Regions from separate parts of the Siniperca chuatsi genome. Here region 2 is linked to region 1. Evidence: chromatin contacts called from public Hi-C data. All regions are on one chromosome and are shown on one strand. Each heading gives the region's core, a stretch centred on a gene start, on an enhancer-like site or on the middle of the called end of the contact. The rest is flanking DNA. Distances are from core to core; before and after follow the strand shown. Region 1 overlaps stk10 (serine/threonine-protein kinase 10). Region 2 holds the start of stk10 (serine/threonine-protein kinase 10).

The links. A called contact is a pair of places that touch in the nucleus more often than the background predicts.
Region 2: a contact with region 1 is called in a Hi-C map of skeletal muscle, with 6 times the contacts expected there. The contact joins the promoter of stk10 here to the enhancer-like site in region 1. A contact is called at or near these places in 2 of 3 Hi-C or Micro-C datasets (skeletal muscle and an unstated tissue).

The regions. Positions count from the first base shown.
Region 1 is chrLG14:19,343,663-19,350,483 of ASM2008510v1, forward strand. stk10 (serine/threonine-protein kinase 10) reads right to left here. Exons shown (of 20, transcript XM_044222290.1): 10 at 6,373-6,780; 11 at 3,455-3,579; 12 at 1,813-1,936; 13 at 1,232-1,411; 14 at 1,011-1,103; 15 at 629-758; 16 at 362-486; 17 at 1-85. Among protein-coding and RNA genes, the nearest start is that of stk10, 38 kb to the right of the region's middle. Within about 2 kb of position 4,784, the one cell type or tissue checked has an H3K27ac peak away from gene starts, as active enhancers do.
Region 2 is chrLG14:19,380,859-19,386,796 of ASM2008510v1, forward strand. stk10 (serine/threonine-protein kinase 10) reads right to left here and starts at 4,608. Exons shown (of 20, transcript XM_044222290.1): 1 at 4,081-4,608. The coding sequence starts at 4,239.

The DNA of each region.
Region 1 (6,821 bases), core at 3,534-6,033:
TAGGCAGCCGGTTCTTCTCCTGCTGCTGCCGAGCTTTCAGAATCTCAATCATTCGCTGATTGTAGCACTGCATCTGTTCCTGCTCCTGTAGTGACACAGAAAACAGACAATTTGTCACATTTGTTTGATGTGTATGGAATATATATATATATATATATATATATATATATATATATATATATATATATATATATATATATATATATATACCATGAAAAAGCTAACAAGCACACAGATGGTGTGCTGAAGAACATAGGCTAAATGCTGGATTGCTAATTTTGTTGGACCTGGAACAAAAACATATATACTGTATACTGTATATACATATTGTGGCAAGGGCAGTTGCAATCTACTGATTTACCTTCTCATGTTTTTTGAGAAGTTGATGCCTCTGGAGGAAGTACTGGTCTTTCAGCTGCTGCTTCAATAACTGGTGTCTCTCGAAAAGGTTCTTCTCCTCCATGTCCCATATCGTAGCTTCACGCTCTAATCAAATCGAGGACGGGACAGAAGAAATGACCAAGAGATAAACAATATGTCAACACTGTACAACAAATGTAACTTCCCACTACACCAGGGGTTGGCTAAGAATAAAAGGACTTAGGGGTCATTTGATCAGATACTGTACCTCTGATTAGGTGGTGTTTCTTGTTGAGGCATTCCCTCTCCATCTCTGCAATCTCTCTCTTGTTGTTGGAGAGGATTCTCATCAACGTGGTGTCCAGGTGGTTCTTCTGAGCTGCCAAGAATGTTTTCTCCTAAAACACAGAAAAGAGAAAGACATGAAGGGGGAAGGAAGGGATGGCTAAAGAGGAGCTGCAACTGTAGTAGTCAAGTATTTACTATAATGTTTGATTGGACTAAGAGGTTATTGTGTAGGGGATATGTTCGCTTTTCAGCAATGTTTCAAGAATTTATGTAAGAATTCTCAGTATTTTAAATGTTTCAAAACCAGTTAAGTGTGCATGAAAATACCATAAGCCCAAATGACTGTTGACCAAACAACTTACCTCTTGTATCTTCTCTTCTTGGAAGGAATTCATCCTCTGCTTCAAGGATTCTTTACGCTGACTTCTGGGCAGCTTATCAACAACCTGTTTTACCTAAATATTTTAAAAGAATATATCATAACATTCTGTTATGATTTAACTGGACTTAACAAATGAAAGCAAGTAATTCAACTGGTGAATTCCCCCCCCACACACACACACACACATCATCTTAAACACACCTCCTTTTTCTTGTGTTTCATCTGATCCTGGAACTTGTGGAAGTCACGTTCCTGATCTGCTTTGATGCGCTTGGTCTCTTCCTTGAGTTTAACATGGTGGTCTCCCTCCATCTTCTCAATACACTGCTTCTGGTGCTTCTCCAGGTTCTCCAGCTCCACATCGTAGTGCTTCTTCTTGGCCTGGGAAGCACCAATAGGAAACAAGCACACTATAAGCTTTGGTGAAAATAAAAACAGCCCGACAGCATTTTGAATCACACCACTAATTAACACTCTTTTCATAAGAGAGAACACTTTGGCAACCTACATGTGTATCAGAAAAATCAAAAACAAAATGTATTACAAGTTACTCCAGCCAATCATCATATGAATAAAAATATATATATAATAAGAAAAGTAATTCAACAGCACCACAAACTGCAGGCTCCAAACTAACCATAGAGTTACAGCAACAACAAAAGCTGAATATCTTCACAGCTGTAGAATTTGTTGCATGGACTGCATTATATGTTGCTAGGTGTACCTAATAAAGTGGCAACTCGGTGTGTGTGTGTGTGTGTGTGTGTGTGTGTGAGACTCACATGCATCTCCTGGTCAAAGCGTCTCTGCATTTGTTCTCTCTGTGTTTCCAGTCTGGCGTTTAGAAGAGCCTGAGCGCGGTGCTCTTCCTTCTGCAGCAAACGGAGTTCACGCAGCTCCTGACGTCTAAACACAAACACACACAGAATTATTTTTAACATATATACAACTTTAGTTTATGAGTAACAACTTCTCAAACATGCAAATACAGTTAATAGTAATATTTAAGTTAATATTGTTACTCTGTATTAATTCTTTTATGAAAGATATATGGGGAAATATCAGAAATGTTCCTTTTTCGCTCAGCCTCTGAAGGGGCATGTCGTGTTTGACTGACAGCTAAACCGGCAGAGAAGTAAACAAACCTGCACTGGAAAGTGTAGCTTTGTTCAGGTGCAGTATTGAGTGTAAGTCAGCCACATTTTGGCAGCGCTCAGCGCCCAACACACAATCACAGCAGTTAGGCACGTAAAACTGAAGAAAATAGACTTGAAGTGTAAAAATACACTCTGGGGCGCCATAAGGACTACACCAGCATCTAAACTGACCAAAATGACATTTTCAAGAAAGTTTGTAAGCTGTTTAATGTGCTACAGCTGACTTTAGCCTGCAAACTGACATTAGCAGTGCGATATTCCTCGATGTTTGTTTGGTCATCTATTCAGCTAAGGTGCAACACAAGATGTGTTTGCGAGTTGTATAAGGAGACTTCAGCAGGAAAGCTAATGTGGGTTTTTATTTGAAGTGTGTGGCTCTTTTCTTGTGTTGCGTAGCAGGCTGCTGTGTGGCTGTTAAATGACGGTACTGCTTTATGCAAATACAGTTTGAATGGCTGTTTGAGAACAAGTTAATCTTAGGTAGCCTGAGAACGCAAAGAGCGCAATCATGAAGCCAAAAAAATATATAAAATATGGCCTAAATTTCTCCTTTTCGGGTTCAGATTTTTTTCTCACAGGGGAACACAGGACAACTGATTTACATATTTACAGAGCAGATATGTAGCAGTTACACATGCAATGTCATATTCCTACCACTAGATGGCATGCATAATGCACCAGAAACTCCTTAGGGCTTCATTGGCAGTGCAGTGTGTTTAAGACGGTTTTAACTGTACAAATTGTTCATTTAAAAAACAACATAAGTCATTCATGTCATTGGACAGCAAATATAAAACTGTATGGATCCTTCTGTTATAACATCTAGACTCCCTACACCAAATACAGCTAACCTAATCTTCACCCTGATCTAAAAGTAACTTCAGAGACATTTTATTTTTCTTTCAAACCACAGACAGTATATAAAGAAACCATTACCTAAATTAGTCTTTTTCCATAACAGTTGGAATATTTCTGAACTCAAATCTCAAGGGGCTAAAGCCCAAAAGAGCAGGGTGCCTGAAATAGTACATAGAATAAAAGCAACATCCAACAGGCCACTTATCAATGTACAGAACTCACTCTGAGCCGAGGAATAGAATAGAAACAAATTTCACAGAATAGAATAGAAACAAATTTTTCCAGGAAATAAAAAGAGGAAACGAGATGGAGACAGACAGCACATATGTCCAACTCTGCTTATCTAGATATTGAGTAGATATAAGTTTGTGTGCTGAATGTGTGTTCTGTAGACATGTCATCCACACACCTCAGGAATCTCATCTCCTCATCTTTCTTCTCATCATCCCTGATGATCTTGGAGGTGGTCACACTCACTTGTACGCCGTCAATAACAAACTTCCTGGTCCGCTTCAGAGTCTTATTCGAGAAGTTCTGAGAGGCAGACAAACAAAGAGAGGAACAAAGGTTACGAAAAAGGATGACATTAGATTAAATCAGACCTCAAGTACAAGACAAATCTGTGCTTGCACTTGTGTACATGCATCACTATGTGTTTGAGAGTACAATGAAAGTCTGCCGGGACATTATTCTAGTAGTTGTTAGTTCAGTAATTAAGAGAGACATTTTGGGGGGCAAAGAGTATGGAGGTGGAACTAAGCAATGAAACACATGACATAGCTCACTGTGTCACAAAGTTTTAAAGTAATTTAAAAGAGTACTCCATCGATTTAGCGTTGCACTCCTATAACAGTGTCAGACGCATGATAGACAGTTCAAAGATCAAAATTGATGCAGCAGAACCAGAGATTTTTCTTCCTTGTCAAAATCTGGTGCCTACGTTACCCACAATTCAACTCAACCGCCACCAGCTGTGTGTGTATGTGTTTTGACAAAGGCATTCATATTCCTGTCAATCTGGTTCTACTGTAACAAGCAGCAAGATGCTCCATCTGTCACTGTAATAGGGAGCGCCGTGCGGAAAGCAAATGTCTGATAATGACACAACCTCATCCAGTAAACATGACACAATGAGACTTAGCTTCTTTAACTCTTTACAACAATGCTGGGTGAAAGCCTACTTTATATACAGTAAATTTGGTTGGTTTTCACATTAGGACTTGCAGTCTGCTGGTTGAGAAACTTGAAACCAGTTAAACATTTTTCCTAGTTACTGGAACAGTCACTTTTTGGAGATTCAAGGTTTTAACCAAACGCAAGCAGTCTATTTCTGATCATGGGCATACCAAGAACCGGCCAATGACCTTCTTCTTTGCTCCCAGATCAAAGTTGACCAAACTCAGTCTAATTTAGGAGGTATGAGCAAGACAACGCAGGCCAATCCAACAATGTCTAAGGACATCATACTATGTGATACATTCCATGTTTAATATGAGTCAAAGCATGACCTCACCTTACAACTGAACAGACAAAATTGTTATGACTAACAAAGCTGTGTTGTTGAATGGTTACATGTACATTTACAGTGTCCCCTATCTAAATCAGCCTCTGTGGACAATATTTACCAGACTCATAAGGCAGGGTTTACTCTGCAAACACTGGGTAGCTCAAACCTGGATGTCGTAATTTCCTGGTTTATAAATAGTTTATATATAAGGAGATAGGAGAGGAGGGAATTAGTTTGTGCAAACTGTTGTCCACTCTGACAAAGCTTCTGAACCCTCTACAGCTGAGCAAATAGACTACATATGAGTCCGTGCGAGACTACTGCCACTGATGACAGTTACTGGAAGCTACTTTTGTACTGTTCTGCTGTTGATTCCCTTTCTACACAACTGATTCACAATGGCAATAAATCTATGTGCTTGTGTGTTTGTGTGTGTTATTAAGTGCACACTGGCACTATAATCAGAGGACACGTGGGTCATTCTGTAGCTCAGCTGCGTTGTTTGCGTTTGAGGCTCTACGTGACTGTGCTAACTTCCTATCACTCGTCATTCACAAAATCACACACACACAGCTCTCATGTACACACAGATTAATTCATGAGCACATCCGCGTGCACACAGTGATGCTCTCAATCATACACACTTGTGCAGTAACACACACACACTCACACAAATGTGAGTGTCCTCTCGTCCAAAACGACAAAACAAAGAAAGCCCAGTCACTCTCACTGCAGGCTGCTGGCCGAGTCCCCTGCTGAATAATCTGTTCTGGAAAAACTTAACATACCCCAAACAGACACTACTCCACGCACAATAGGATTTCAATCATGGTCAGTCCATAAGCCTCCAGAAGCAGCAGAGTGACAATGAGCTGCATAGAGACTTCCATACAGATTCCAGACACACTGGTGAATACTGAACTGTGCCCACACAAAGGGCACTGTTGGTTCTGATGAATGCAAAATGTTACATATTCTGCTTCAGAAAGGCTTTGTGTCTAATGATAAAATGGTCTCTCTCTTCACTCCCTTCAGCTTCATAATGTCCCTCTCTCACTGGGACTGTCAGGCTAAGCACAAATTTGGTGAATGCTAAGTGGTCTGTGGGTAATGGGAAATCTTCTTTATTAGGCTAATAAACCTTTAAAAATCAATTGGATTATGTTAAAAATGCATTATCATTAGGTTTAAAAGAAAGCTTGTTTTCTTTTGAGATTTGGTTTTCACTTTTCACAGAGGGATTTTGATATATTAAAAGTGTTTGTCAATAATTCAGCCCAAATTTACCAATTAAATCCATGTTCACCATAAATTATAACCAATTAAAAAGAAAAATGTAGGTTTTAAGAGCATTAACTAGTATCATCCTCCGTATCTTCCCTAAATGCAATGTGTAGCCTAATAGAAGACTATCTATCTAGGAAGACTAGGCTATCCTCTGTTTCAGATGGTTAACACCCACAACCCAAAACACAACACAATGCAGTTTCAGTTCCTCTGTGGGTGCCGAGAAATTGTTTTTCCAAGGGATTTTCCTACAGAGGCAGGGAGCTGCCTCTGAACCTCTTTTACACTTCAATACTGGTCTGTTTCACTTTAAAGACACATACTGCTGAAACACTAACAAGATATGTCCATATCATTCATCTTCCCCGCATCAACAAACAATTATGTAAAGCCATTATCATTATGGTACTATAAATAAGAAGACAGAAGGTATATTGATACAGGACAGATCAGGCTGCTTACTAGGTACTGAGTAAAAAGCGTAGCCTATGTATTTCCTCAAGTAGAGAAAGTTTTGCTTCATGTTGACTCACCCTTGAGATATTCTCCATGTCCATACTCTCTGATGCCATGCTGCCTGAATAAGAGTACCGTTTGTTGATAATCCCTCCATTGATATAAGTAGAGGTAGTGTCAGCATTTCCTCCTGTCGATGTCCGCTCTGGGGTACCTTTGGTTACGCTATCATTCGGCCCAGAACGGGGTCTGGGTACTGGGGTAGGAGCAGAAGAAGGAGGGGGAGTCGGTGTAGGAGTGACAGTGGGACTTGAGCTTGGTGTTGGTAAGCCTCCGTTAGCCACAACGTTGCTCTCCTCCTCGGCCACCTGGATCTTCGGCCCCTCTGGGTCTGTTGAGTCTATGATGACGTCAACATGCTCCTCAGATGCCTCGGGCTGGGGGAGAGATGGTGGCTGTTCTTTCTCTGGGGTCTCCACAGCAACCTTAAAATTAATTTTAGTATTATTATTAAAAAAATCTTTGA
Region 2 (5,938 bases), core at 3,358-5,857, 37 kb after region 1:
TAACGCTATTAAAAGAGAAACAGACTGTGCCCTAAACCCATTGCTGCACAGTGTCTTGGCTATCTAACCTGCTGTCTTCTCCTTTTACAACCCTGTTTCAAAAGTGTGTTTTCGCTTGCAAACTGATTTCTTATTTCTTTTCACATGTCACTCACAGTTCACACTCTTCACACTCTTCGACTCCAATAACTCAAAAACCAAATGAAATTGTGCACATGAAAGGGTTTTCCAATATTTGAGACCATGTACAAAAGCCGTATTGTTGTTCATGAAGTGTCTGAATCAATTGAAATTGCATTTAAAACACATCTTGATCAAGAGTAGTGCGATATTTATACAGTATGTGGCTAACTACACAAACAATTTCTCTACCGCAGTTTAAGTCCAGGTTTAGCACATTGTCTTTTACATTACAGACCAACAGCGATAAGATGCACTGTGGTTTTCATCCCACAGTGGGAATTTAACGGAGCGTAACCTCACAGCATGCGCGTGTCTATGGAAACATTTCACCAGCGGCAGCAGGGCAATGTGCTCAGCGGCACGTGGCACATTAATTAGTGAGGGGAACCATACAACTCTTCTGTTTCACACTTCAGTTGCAGCCGCACACCTTCACACTCTTTCCAACAAGTGCAAGCATGCATAGACAAAACAAAGCAACCATCCTTTGAATCACTGGGTGGACAGGAAGTGAGACATTATCCTGTCATGACTATAAGTATGAGAGAGACTTAAATGGTTATGGTGAGAATGAAAGACCCTACGGGGGCGACAAATGTCTGGGGGGATTTTTAAGCATCATCACAGTATTGTGGTATTATGTTATTTGGGGGTATGCAAGACACGGTGCAACATTTGGAGCAGTATGTCAAGGACTTGCAACATGCACCGAAAGGGCGTCAAACATGACAAATACAATTAAATCAAACTGCAATTTCAATCTGTTGAATCAAAAGTAGTGCCGACTACACTTCAAAAAACACTGAAAAAACATTTAGCTGTCAATCCCTTACATGTTCACTTAAAGCCAAACTCCAGCAGCCTCAAGTAAGTAAGTTAAAAAGTTAGACCATTTCTTGCTCCATAACAAGAGCCCAAGGGAGAAGCTACATTTCTTAAATTTAGGTCTTTGGTTGAACCAATCAAGTCAGCATGAACCAAAAACTGCAAACAATGCATTGTTAAAAACACTGCCTGTAGACACCTCCACACTGATGGTGGACAGTGATGCTGTAACCTTGTGACACAGAAAACGTGAGAATGTCAATAACAGCTTGTGTTTCCTTCTGTGTGGTTCTTTCACCACAAACCTGCATTTTAAAAATGAATACTCAGCATTTGGTTTGCTTATTTTGTCAAAGTATGTGCTAAGGTGCTTAGTTTTAATTAAGTGAACATACTATTAACCATCAATTGCATTGCATTAACTTTTCATCTGAATTCTTAGTGAATTATGCTTAAAAAAAACTACTAGATCAAAAACCATACATGTTAAACCATTTTCATTTGTTTCACTCATCTTAACCCTTTAAAAAAGAACAATGTCCAGCAGTTTAACCAAACAGCAATTTAAGATTCATGTGAATAAGTCTGAAGGGAAAAAACTATGCAATATTTTACAAAAAAAAAGGCAAAGATCAGAGAAAGGTTAGAAAAAATAATCTTGATAAGATTGATCCTGGACTCCTCATCTGCAGTGTACTATCAACAATAGAAAAGTACAGTTGCACCTACAGGGCAGAACATATTCGATAACTGAGGGATTACATTGCATTTTATGAGATCCTTCTTTCACAGTGTTCCTGCGATATAAATACACACACACAGTTTGATTTGTCCTTAACACTCCCCTTGAGCAACAAAGTGAGTTGTTATTCTCCCAATGGTGACATTAACCTTTGGAGAGTTTGACAGGAGCACTCTGTACTCTCAACCAACACTGTACAACTAAAGAGGTCTGTGCCCAATCTCAGAGACAGGTGCTGGAAATTAAGTAGCTGCCTGAGCAGGGGTCCTTGCAACGTGCATATGACAAGAATTAATCTATTTATGAAGAGACAATCAGTATTGCTCTTCTGCTACCTGTCACACATCCAAAGCCAGCTTTTAATTTGACTCCTGCCCCTAACAGTCTGATAAGCAGCTGATTTCACTCCTGACGGAGATTTTGTGTCTCCTCCCCTCATGCCTGCTCTATCAAAAGACTTTAACAACGGAAAACATGTGCAATACACCACTTGAGGCCTTTCCCTCCCACAGACAAGCTTTTTATCCTGAGGTTCGAGAGCTGTGAAAGGAAGCAGTCCCCTGATGAAGTCCCACGATTTCCTCTCTTGGCCATCATCTGCTCCCACTCTGCCTCCCTCCCCTCCATCTGACAGATGCAGGTGTGGAGCTGTCCTCCTCCATCCCACTCAAGGAGAGGAAGCAGAAGCCAAAGAGGAGGCTTGACATTTGTATAAGAAAGTGCAAACATAGTGGGGACACTGTTGTGTATGCCTCCACACTCTAACATTCAAATAATTCCTGTGAATTTACAAACTAACTTTTAAAAAGGCGTCTTCAAACCTAAAGCACCTTGTGTTCAGTCAGTCCCTCACCTTCTTAGAAGCAGACTGAAAGCACTGTTTGTCTTCATGGTATACCATTTGCTTCACTTGTGTTTGTGTTGTTTTTATCTCTGTTGTCAAAAGACTATCCACAGGACGCCTCACATGCTTGCTCCGCTCAAAAGACACATTATAGGATAACTTACATAATGTACTTAATGTTTAATTCAGACCTGTGGCTACATAAGCAAGACTTTAACAATTTTCTTTTAATTTCATTGCAAACAAGTCACCATTCCACTGAGACTCAGACATTAATTATGAAGGTAAGATGGGGGATAGAAGGAGGGCTGGAAGGATGAACTTTCAGAATTCATCTTCCTGTGTCTGTGCTCCTGTAGCATTGCCCCAGTGTATGCATACTGTCCAGTAAAAACAAAATACCTAAATAAGGTGGAGTCCTCTAAAAAGACTACATTTTCTGTTCAGCACAGACCTCTGGTAAGGCATCACTTCTTCCACTGAGGCCCCCGATGTGTCAAAGACTTTCACTGTGCTCCACTGGGCATTGCAGACACAGAGCGCCTGTGCCATGCTTCACAGAGGAGACTGACCAGCTAACAGATCCAGATTAAATAACTCATCTGAGCCAAAAGTAGTGCTGCTGAGGTTTGAGAGGACAGAACTAATGAAGAGTGCTTTCACTGTCACTGTGGCTGCTTCACACTGGGGTCAAGGAGTGAGGGAGTCGGGTGGGTGATTGAAGATTTTTCTAAACCTTCTGTACTGCAGATGTCTGCAGAAAAAGTGAGCGAGTCCCTTTGACGTACTTATAGTAAAACTATGAGGATTTAAAACTGTCAAACTTGAGAAAAGACAAAACAAGTTACTTCAACAAGCCACTCATAAATAAAAGGAATAAAACTGAAGATGAAGTTGATCTCAGCAGAAGGACATAGACTGTGATGGACTAACATGTACAATGAATTATTATTTTTCTCAACAGGTAAAACCATTCGCCCACTGGTCGTGTTGAAAAACTTTTCCATGATACCCAAAGCCACAGTTTGGTGACTACCTGACTTTGTTTTGCAGGGAAACACTGGACCAACGACATAGTTGAGGTATTAGTCATAATCTCAGCAATGCTGGGATGGTGAAGCATCCAAAGGTGTTCAGAAGTAGTTCACACCTCTATTGTAAGCTATATTCTAAGAAAGAGATATGTGCATTACAATAGAAACACTAGCACACAAAAGGAAATTGATGTATGAGCTTATAATTGATTTAATCGTGGAGTAGCACAGACAAGCTAACAATCTTTATGGGAGAACATGAGCGTGACTTGGAATTTGGGGAGATTTAAAACTTTCTTTTCTTTGCTTTTCTAACAGAATGTTACTGGACTTGACAACAGGTGGGCAACTTACTAATAAAGCTTGACAGGATTGAGAACTATAAACAGATTTTATCACTACACTAGTGTAGTCAGTGTGCAGGTGCCTCATGTCTTTGAGATCAGACTTACCTTGTAGACCTTTCCAAACGCGCCGTCGCCCAACTCGCCAATAATTTCCCATATGTCGTTAGGATTGATGTCCCGATGGACGTGCTCGTACTGCTTGACTTTCTTTTTGATTTCAATTGTGGGCAGACGGAGTATTCTGCTGAATCTAGCGAATGCCATTATTTAAAGTGCAACACAATTCAGTATCAAAAGGTTCTACACAGAGAGCATTACGCACGCAGAGACGCGCAGCCCGTCAAAAAAACGTATCTACTAATTTACCAAACTTCACTTTCCGCGTCCTGGAGAAAAGAAAAAGTAAAAGAGAACTGAGCTAGTTAAAAGAAGTTATTCCACTCCGTCCAAGTCAACCCGGGGTTCTGAAGGCTCTGCGGTCATAACCCCATTCACAAACTGCGGTTAGTGTTGGACGCGCGGTGACCACCTGCCGCTGGAAACACGATGGAGTAGTCGCCTGCCTGCCTTCCGGCCAGGGCAACTTGTTGCTTCAAACTGTGCGAAAACGCCCCACCTTGTTACTCAACAACCCTCCCACTGCCGTCATGGAAATGTAGTTTCTTTGACAGAACAAGTCGTCGTCACTGTTGCGCTGATGAGGTAAAGGGACTTCATGTCCGGGTTGGTGCTGGGCGTGTCCTCTGACTGGGTCTCCCACAGCTCAAACAGCTGAAAGCAAAACTACTAAACTTCTATTGGAATGTGAATTTTTTGTGACCCAAATGTATTGGTCGTTTACATCCTACTGCATCACTATACTGTTTAATGCTATTGGTTATAGGGTTGTTTTTTATTAAAGAACAAAACAAGTGACACTCTTTGGGTGATAGTTCATTACAGTTTATTTTACTGAAAATCTTAAATGCATTAATCAGTAGTTTTAAAATCATAATTGATCTATTCTCTTTTCCTTTAAACTACATGATGGCTCAACTAACTTACTCTTCACCTGTACAGGCAGTACTACAGCGCCCTCCAGTGGCACATTCAGCTCAGTGAACTTGTACCCGTTGAGCATGTGGAAAACGACCAGAGTGAGACAAAGCAACTACAGAAAATGAATATATATTTTAGTGCTGAAATGATTAGTCATCGATCGACAGAGTATTAATTGACAGATTTTTGTTAAATAAATTACTTAAATTAGAGTATTCAGTTATTAAGCAAAAATAACAAAGATTCTCTGTTTCCAACTTCTCAGGTGTGAGGATTTGTGGTTTTATATCATTTTAAATTGAATATGTTTGGCTATTAGTCTGTTTGTCAGACAAAACAATCAATTTGAAGACATTAGCTTGGGCTCTGGGAAAATAGTCACTGACATTTTTCACTATTTTATAGAATTCATCACAACTCCTGTGAATCCCCAAAGAACCTACAGTAAAGAGACATGCTCATGCAAGTCCATACAAGCCTACAGAGGTTTCTACTAATCTCCTCACACTAATAACATGTCACCATTGTAATTGCGTGTATACTTTGTTCAGTTACTATGACTACAAAAAATTAAGCTCCAGCATGTTAACTTGATGCACTTTATCTTCCTCTAAAAATCCCTTAGGTGCCTGTTGGCTTTAAGTAATTTTGATCCATTCACACAACAATAAATGCTCGGTGATGATTTTGAAATACCCAGAATAGACCTTATGTCAAGACATTTTGACATTTCACAGTAGGGAAAGCACAGGTGTAATTAATGAAATTAACGATGGCTGAATTCCATTTCGCTGCTTCAGTTTCAGGGTCATTGTTGGCTCACTGTCTTACTGGGACACTTGAATTGTACAGAGCCATTGTTAATGTTATTAGTAACCTGTGCTTTTTCCTACTATGACAAGTCAAAATGGCTGTTAAAAGGGGC